2 separate regions of the Sus scrofa genome follow, and region 1 is linked to region 2. The links are chromatin contacts, called in public HiChIP or PLAC-seq maps. All regions are on one chromosome and are shown on one strand. The core of a region is the stretch at or near the end of the contact, and the rest is flanking DNA. Distances in the headings are between cores, read along the strand shown.

What was found. HiChIP or PLAC-seq counts read pairs in DNA pulled down with a chosen protein or histone mark.
Region 1: a contact with region 2 is called in an H3K27ac HiChIP or PLAC-seq map of alveolar macrophages, with 2.1 times the contacts expected there. The contact joins two enhancer-like sites. A contact is called at or near these places in 10 of 47 Hi-C or Micro-C datasets (adipose tissue, alveolar macrophages, embryonic fibroblasts and 5 more) and 2 of 2 datasets of contacts at active chromatin or transcription factors (alveolar macrophages and skeletal muscle).

What each region holds. Positions count from the first base shown.
Region 1 is chr13:198,457,784-198,461,078 of Sscrofa11.1, reverse strand. The region is part of intron 4 of RUNX1 (runt related transcription factor 1); the gene reads left to right. Among named protein-coding and RNA genes, the nearest start is that of RUNX1, 180 kb to the left of the region's middle. Within about 2 kb of position 1,283, at least 14 of the 83 cell types and tissues checked have an H3K27ac peak or open chromatin away from gene starts, as enhancers often do. A contact at or near this core is called in alveolar macrophages, where this site is marked.
Region 2 is chr13:198,338,171-198,341,501 of Sscrofa11.1, reverse strand. No RefSeq gene overlaps it. Among named protein-coding and RNA genes, the nearest start is that of CLIC6, 89 kb to the right of the region's middle. Within about 2 kb of position 1,806, at least 20 of the 83 cell types and tissues checked have an H3K27ac peak or open chromatin away from gene starts, as enhancers often do. A contact at or near this core is called in alveolar macrophages, where this site is marked.

The DNA.
Region 1 (3,295 bases), core at 34-2,533, 120 kb before region 2:
GTTGGGCCCAGTTAATATTTTAGATACTAATAATATGAAAGACTGGATTATCCATCCACAGGAACTATTTCATCAGTGCCGTTCTATGTGTAGTTTTATCTCTCCATGCCTGTTATCAGAGTATTAGAGCAGAAAGAGGAATCTTGGCTTGTTGTAAACTCCTCTGCTTTCCAGTTATTTTCAAATATTGTGTTTTCTTTGAAACACAATCTAAGTCATATTTTATAAGTAGCAGTAAGTACTAGCAGTTTAACTGAAGGAAATACGATAATTTCTTTGGAAAATCTCATTTTTGTAATATAGTGTTGAATAAGTTTACAAATAAAAGTTATTTTGAGTATATTAAAAAGACACGGCAAATACCTAAATAACAGTAGGTGGCTCCTGTATTTAAAAACTAAAAGTACATCCAGTGGACATTTAAACAGAAGAGTAATCATTACTCTTTATAAAGACATTCAGAAATATGAGAAAATCTATGTTCTTGGGAAATTTGTTTAGTCCAAGAGGAAAGAGGGCAAAAGCACTGTTGCCTTTTTTTGGCTATTGTTTTTGTGCTATCTTAGCTGCCGGGGACATTTTCAAAATAGAATCATAGGTGGAGAAAATTTTCAAAAACTTGTAACGTGATTGAAAATATGTGTTCATAGCACGTATCATTATGTTAATTATAGGACAATGTTAAGAAAATGATATCCACTTATTGAAACACAAATGATGCTATAAGATATACAAGCATAAGTCATTCTATGGGTTTACTTGCTATATTAAAAGTCCCTGCCTTTCAGTAAGTGGAATTCACATTATGATTCAGAGATGTGTGTTTAGAAAACATCTCAAGGGCTTCATATGAGTAGCTGGCAGAGTGGTTAAGAAGCCAATAAAAAACAAAAGCCTGACCGCCCCGTCCACACCTCCCAGCCTAGTAACCATCTCAATTCAATTCCTATGGATTTCTACTCATTATCAGAGTATGCATCTCTGTGGGTGTCCACGGGACAGGTTTTGGTTATGAAAGTTGGGAAATTTTTTAATGGCCCATGCCAACGACGTTTTCCTGTAAGAAGGGCAGTGGTGCCTCCTGGCAAGGCCCAGGGGGTTGGTGGTGATAAAGAGTGAGATTTTGAAAGCAGCATGCTTTCTTTTCTGGTGTTGAAGGCTGGTCTCTCGTCCATCACTGGCCATTTCTGTTTTGAGTGGGTGACTAAGAGGAGCTTGTGTTTACTTGGGTAACAGTGAACTGTTTCCCCAAGGTGTGGATTGTTTGCATTTGGCTGCCTGATTCGTGCCAGTATGCCCTTGAGTTTGCATAAAACCCAGAGTGAAATAGCTGCGACCAAGGCTGGGCTGTCTTCTGATAACCTGGAGCAGGAAAATTAGTTGAAATGCTCCATGTACGGACAATATCTGTTTTGAACAGGGCCTGCTACCCACGCATGATAGTAAGCAATCCAAAATAGAGGAACCTACAGTGAATGTTGTACCCAATTACAGTTACTGCGTGTATTGGTGATCTTGAGCGATTTTTTGTTGTTGTTGCTTTTGTTAGTGCAAGACAAAATGAGCTGTCAAAAGGCCCAGTTTGACTCTGTCTCATAATTTCTCCCCATAGTTGTAAAATACAGCTTGATTTTACTCTTTCATATCTAGTGTCAACATCAAAGCCTGCCAAGGATTTTTTTTCTTTTTCTTTTTTTTCTTTTTTTTTTCTTTTTTTTGCAATTTGCTTCCCATTAGGAAGAGAGCAAATGATTCTCCTTCATTTTAACAATTAGTCTAAAGCGTCCTCCCTGAATTTTGTCCTTTAGAAGTTTCACAATATTTTATTAAAGACTCTCCACTGTTTCATTTTCCGTGTTTGAAAATGTGTCTGAAACTATGTCATTGGCATCAACACGCCACACAGGGGCCCAGGAAGGTCCTGGCTGTTGGCTCATCCGAGCATTCCAGTGCCAGTTTCACATTCTGTCAAAAAAGCCACGGGTCTGGTGGATCCTCCAAGGGGCTCGGTGCTCAGTTCCAAAGAAAGAGTAGAGGAAAAAAAAAAAAGACTTTTCTTTTCTCAGCTGCCAGTCCCGGGAGATTGTCAAACCTTGTAGAAATCGCCAGGGGTTGAACATGGAAGGGTTTTTCTCTGTTCTACAAAACTGATCTGTCTGGGTGCTGGCCCATGTCCAGGACCACAGCTCCTAACCTCGGGTTCAGCCTGCAACTGGGAAAACCTGCCCATCCGGCTTTTACGGGCTTGCTGACAAGACCGGCCCCTACAAAATATTGGTGAAGGTTTCAGCAGGCTGAGGCGTCTTCTTTCCTTTGCCTTCCTGCCCTCCTTTCTCTCCCTGACAACGTCAGCCTCCTACAGGGATATCTCACCCTTGGAATTCTCCCTCTTGGATTCAGTATCTCCATCTAGACCGTTCCTTTACAAAGGAAGACCAGATAGCAGCTCCCAGGAGAGAGGGGAGGTGACATTGAAGGCACCTGGGGTTGTTCAGAACAATTCATGCTTAAGCACGCGTTCTGGGATGCTCCTCGCCCTCCAGAAAATCGAAGGTCAGGAGCAGGAGGAATTCTCTTTGGCAGCGTGACTTAGCAGCAGTGGATGGCAGCTTACATCTGCAGTTGAGGTAGTTCCACTGATATTTTCAGTTATAAGAAAGTGTTTCATGGCTGCAGCTGAGAAACGTTGAAGAAATCTTAGCAATGAAATCTGCGAGTGCGTCATCCCACTTGGAGTATTTACTTAATCAGTTGGAAAGGAATCAATCAGGGAAAGCAGCTTTAGTTCATTCATTTTAGAACCAAAGAGGAAATCTGCCAGACCGTGTCCTCTACCACGTCGTAAAGAGGGGCAGATTTCCTTCTGATTTTTCTAATATGATTTTAATCTTTTGGGAACGTCAGAAAATCATTTTGAAAATCCTTGGGGGGAAACCAATGCACTCCTACACACAGATTCTTGCACCATTTTAAATTTCAGGGCCCCTGAACCTCATGTATGGATCTTCCAAGGATTCTTCCCAAGGCAAGAATCTGTGAATCTGAAACTTTGCCTTGACTGTGGAGGGCCAGCCTAGCGCTGTGCTCCACATTGCAGATGGCTGGGAAATGAGTAAATAGAAGAACAAATGAGGTGGACATTCTTCTAGCACCCTGTGCTGTTTTTGGTTATACCTGCTTTAATTGTAGCCAGGACCTGGTATGTATCGTTTGGAAAGTTCCCATTCAAACTGGGTCTACCTCAGGTCCAGACCTTTGAGAGGCCATCAGGTGTGCACACCAATAGTCCCTAGCA
Region 2 (3,331 bases), core at 557-3,056:
GATATGAGAAAAAGAATGTATGTATATATATGTGTGTGTGTATACACATATATATACACATATATATATATATATATATATATATATCTGGGTCACTTTGCTGTACAGTAGAAACTGGCAAAACATCGTAAATAAACTATAATTTAAAAAATACAAAAAAAGACCCTGAAAAAAAATTTAAAAAAGAAACATGATAGCCCTTAAAGAAACTATGCTATCTTGTAGGAAATATGTAAAGAGTTAAATGAAGAAAGTTCTAGAGCTCAGGGCTCTCTCCTGCTGAGTTCAGCATTCAGTATTAAAAAAAAAAAAAAAAAAAAAGACCTCCCCCTTACTCCCCAAAGGGTTTCATACAAAATAATGCATGAAAGTATATGATATGAAATACACAACCTGGAAAAGCTCCTCAGGTCGAGCGTGCACGCTTACACACACACATACACACACACTCACACTGACCCTCTAGCCACACCCCATTGATCTTAGAAGACCCAGGCTCTTGGGAGTTGGTGGTTGGACCAGCAAACCTAGACACCAGGAGTTGACGCCTGTGGTGTCAAGGGCATCTCTCGGTAAGAGGGACAGCTGAGCGAGGAAGGGGCAACTTAACCAACACCCCCTCTGAACCGTGAAACCCCAGTCTCCCTCCAGAGCATCCCCAGTTTTCAATTCACTTTGATTAAATCGATAAGCCAGAATCCACTTCTGTGGTTTGTAACCAAAAGGACTTCACCAACCACAGCTATCTTGATGAATCTGCCCCTTGCCTGTCTCCGCTCCGTCCACCGGCGCATCCACGTGCCTGCGTGGAAGACAACCTAAGCAGACCTGTGCCGGGTGCTTTCAAACGAAGCAGGTCAAGGTTTTGCTCCTGAGGCTGTAATAATCCAGCCACAGAAACTGTGCTCAGGCCCTCAAAACATCAGGTAACGCAAAATCGGGCGAGGCCCTGGGCTGCAGTGAAAAGACACCTGTGCTGGGGAAGAAAACACGCTCGCCCAGCGCAGGAAAAGACCCCGCCCTGGAGCGCGGGCTTCTTTTCTCTCCAGCCCTCGGTAGTGAATCTGGACTTTGTAGTTTCCTAAGTGATTTCTCTTGCCTTTCAGTCCAGATGCAAAGGAGAAGTATTTACAACATCTGCAAGAATGACTAGGAGCTGCAGGGTGTGTCAATAGCCCCGCTTGATAAGGATTAATTTTAAATTCTGTACCCAAGAAGGCTCCAATCTGAGGTGCGGGTCCCAATTCGGGGATGGTTGCATTTCGGATTTTGCCTTCCCAACCACAACCAGGTTTCCATCTAATCCGAAGACAGGCGGGTGGGAGGGCGGACTGGAGGAAGGAGGGCTTTCAAGGAAGACGCTCTGCTCCGGGTCCTCACTTCCTGCCCGCAACTCTTTTCTTTCTGTGGCTCCAGGATCCTGCTGGCCGCTTTTCCCACGCACGTCCTCAACTTCACGCAGCCTTTCAGAGACTCCCGCGAGATAACGTCGGATGTGAAAGTTGTTTGTAAACGAAGCATCGGCTTAATGTTTCCATTATTGCCTGTGTCTTTATCCCACGTGTGCAGGCGACTCCCTCCTCTTCCTCCCACTCTCCCTGTCCCCTTCCCCGGGATGAGGGAATTCAGGCCAAGCTGGCCTGGTGCCCGGAGGTGCCAGTCAATTATGGGGCTGAGACTCTATGCCCCAGGCAGGGCCACAAAGCCACCAGGCTCCCCCGTTTCAGTTGGTCTCAGCCCAGCAGAGTCATTCATGAGCCAGCATCCCCTGCTGCTTCTCAGCCACCACTGGGAGCCTGTGACTCGGTCAGGGCACGGTGACAGAGACACACGCTAAGTGCGACCAAGCCCTCTGCTGGGACGCTGTGGTCGGCTTAGTGTGACTTGAGCTCAAGGAAGTGGTTTCAGGAGATAACACTCCCTTGACCCACAGGGGCGGGATGGGTTATCCCTATCGCCCGAGAAGGTCACCAAAATGAACCTGGTAACTTGAAAGCGAGACTCAGAAGGGCCCCGAGAAAGAGCTCCCCGGACTGGAGACAGCAGAACTCGCCACTTTTCATCTTCAAAGCCCAGAACCTCAATTAAGTAATTAATAGGTCTGGTCATGTTCGCAGCTCTCTGAAAATGAGACTGGGGGAGCTCTGGCTTTCCTTCCAGGGGATGTGCTTTCCTGGCGAGCCCAGAGAACTGCCTAAGAAGGCGATCAGTAACCCAGTAACCATCCTTGCTCTTCACCCCTCGCTCCGCACCCCGCAGGGAGGCAAGTTCCAAATCCGCTCTGAGGGTTCAGGGGCTGCCCCAGCCGGGAAATGCGACCAGACGTTGTACTTTGCTGCCCTCTTGAGGATGCTCTGAGGATAGCGGGCATCCAGTAATAGGAAGAAACCGGCTTTTTTTTACCCCTTGGAAGAGCGTCTGGTATGATCAAGACTTCTTCAAAATAGGAAAATACTAACCTAGAGTATAATAAATCCTCTCTTTTAAAAAAATTCAAAACCTAGAGGACTGTGTTGATACTGAGTTAAGAGTTCCAAGGGCCAATACCTTCCCAAAGAAACGAGAAGTTTCTTGAATTAATGGATGAGAACCAATCTTCAACATCAGAGGGCTAAAGGAAGGTAATTGCCCTCGATATTTATTTTCAATTTGGAAGATCCAAAGCAAGAAGACTTTGAAGCAGTCAAGAACTGATTAGAATTCTAGGCTTGGTGCCAAGGGGATAAATTGTCTGGTGACTTTTTGCAGAGTTATTGACTCCCTTTGCATCTGAGGCCCAGAGCCCAGCAGGGTATAAAAGCTTCAAAAAGCGCTCAGAAAAGGGCGTCATGCCCAGCACTGACAAGATGCAGAGTGCCAGGTCTGCGGGACTGTCCCCCATCATAACCCAGTCACCCCAGGGGGCTGCTGGCAGCTCAGTCCGCTCGAAGACCCATGACTGGCTTCGCCCATGAGGAGTTGCCATCTCTGCATATTTTGAAGGCTGTCTGGTCTCTCGTGGTTTACGGCTCTGGGCTGGTATGTCTGGGGATTTCTTGCTCTAGATAACATGTTTTAAATAAGTAAAAAAGCTCCAACACACACACACGTACACGCACACGAAATGTGTGTCCCCAAGCTGAACTCTCTTCAATTAACTTGTATGTATGTATGTATTTTTGCTTTTTTAGGGCTGCACCTGTGGCACATGGAAGTTCCCAGGCTAGGGGTCGAATCAGAGCCAGACACAGATCCCAGCCACATCTGCAACCAATACCACAACTTGCAGCAACACCGGATCCTTAACCCACTGAGTGAGGCCAGGGATTGAGCCCACATCCTCCTGGATACT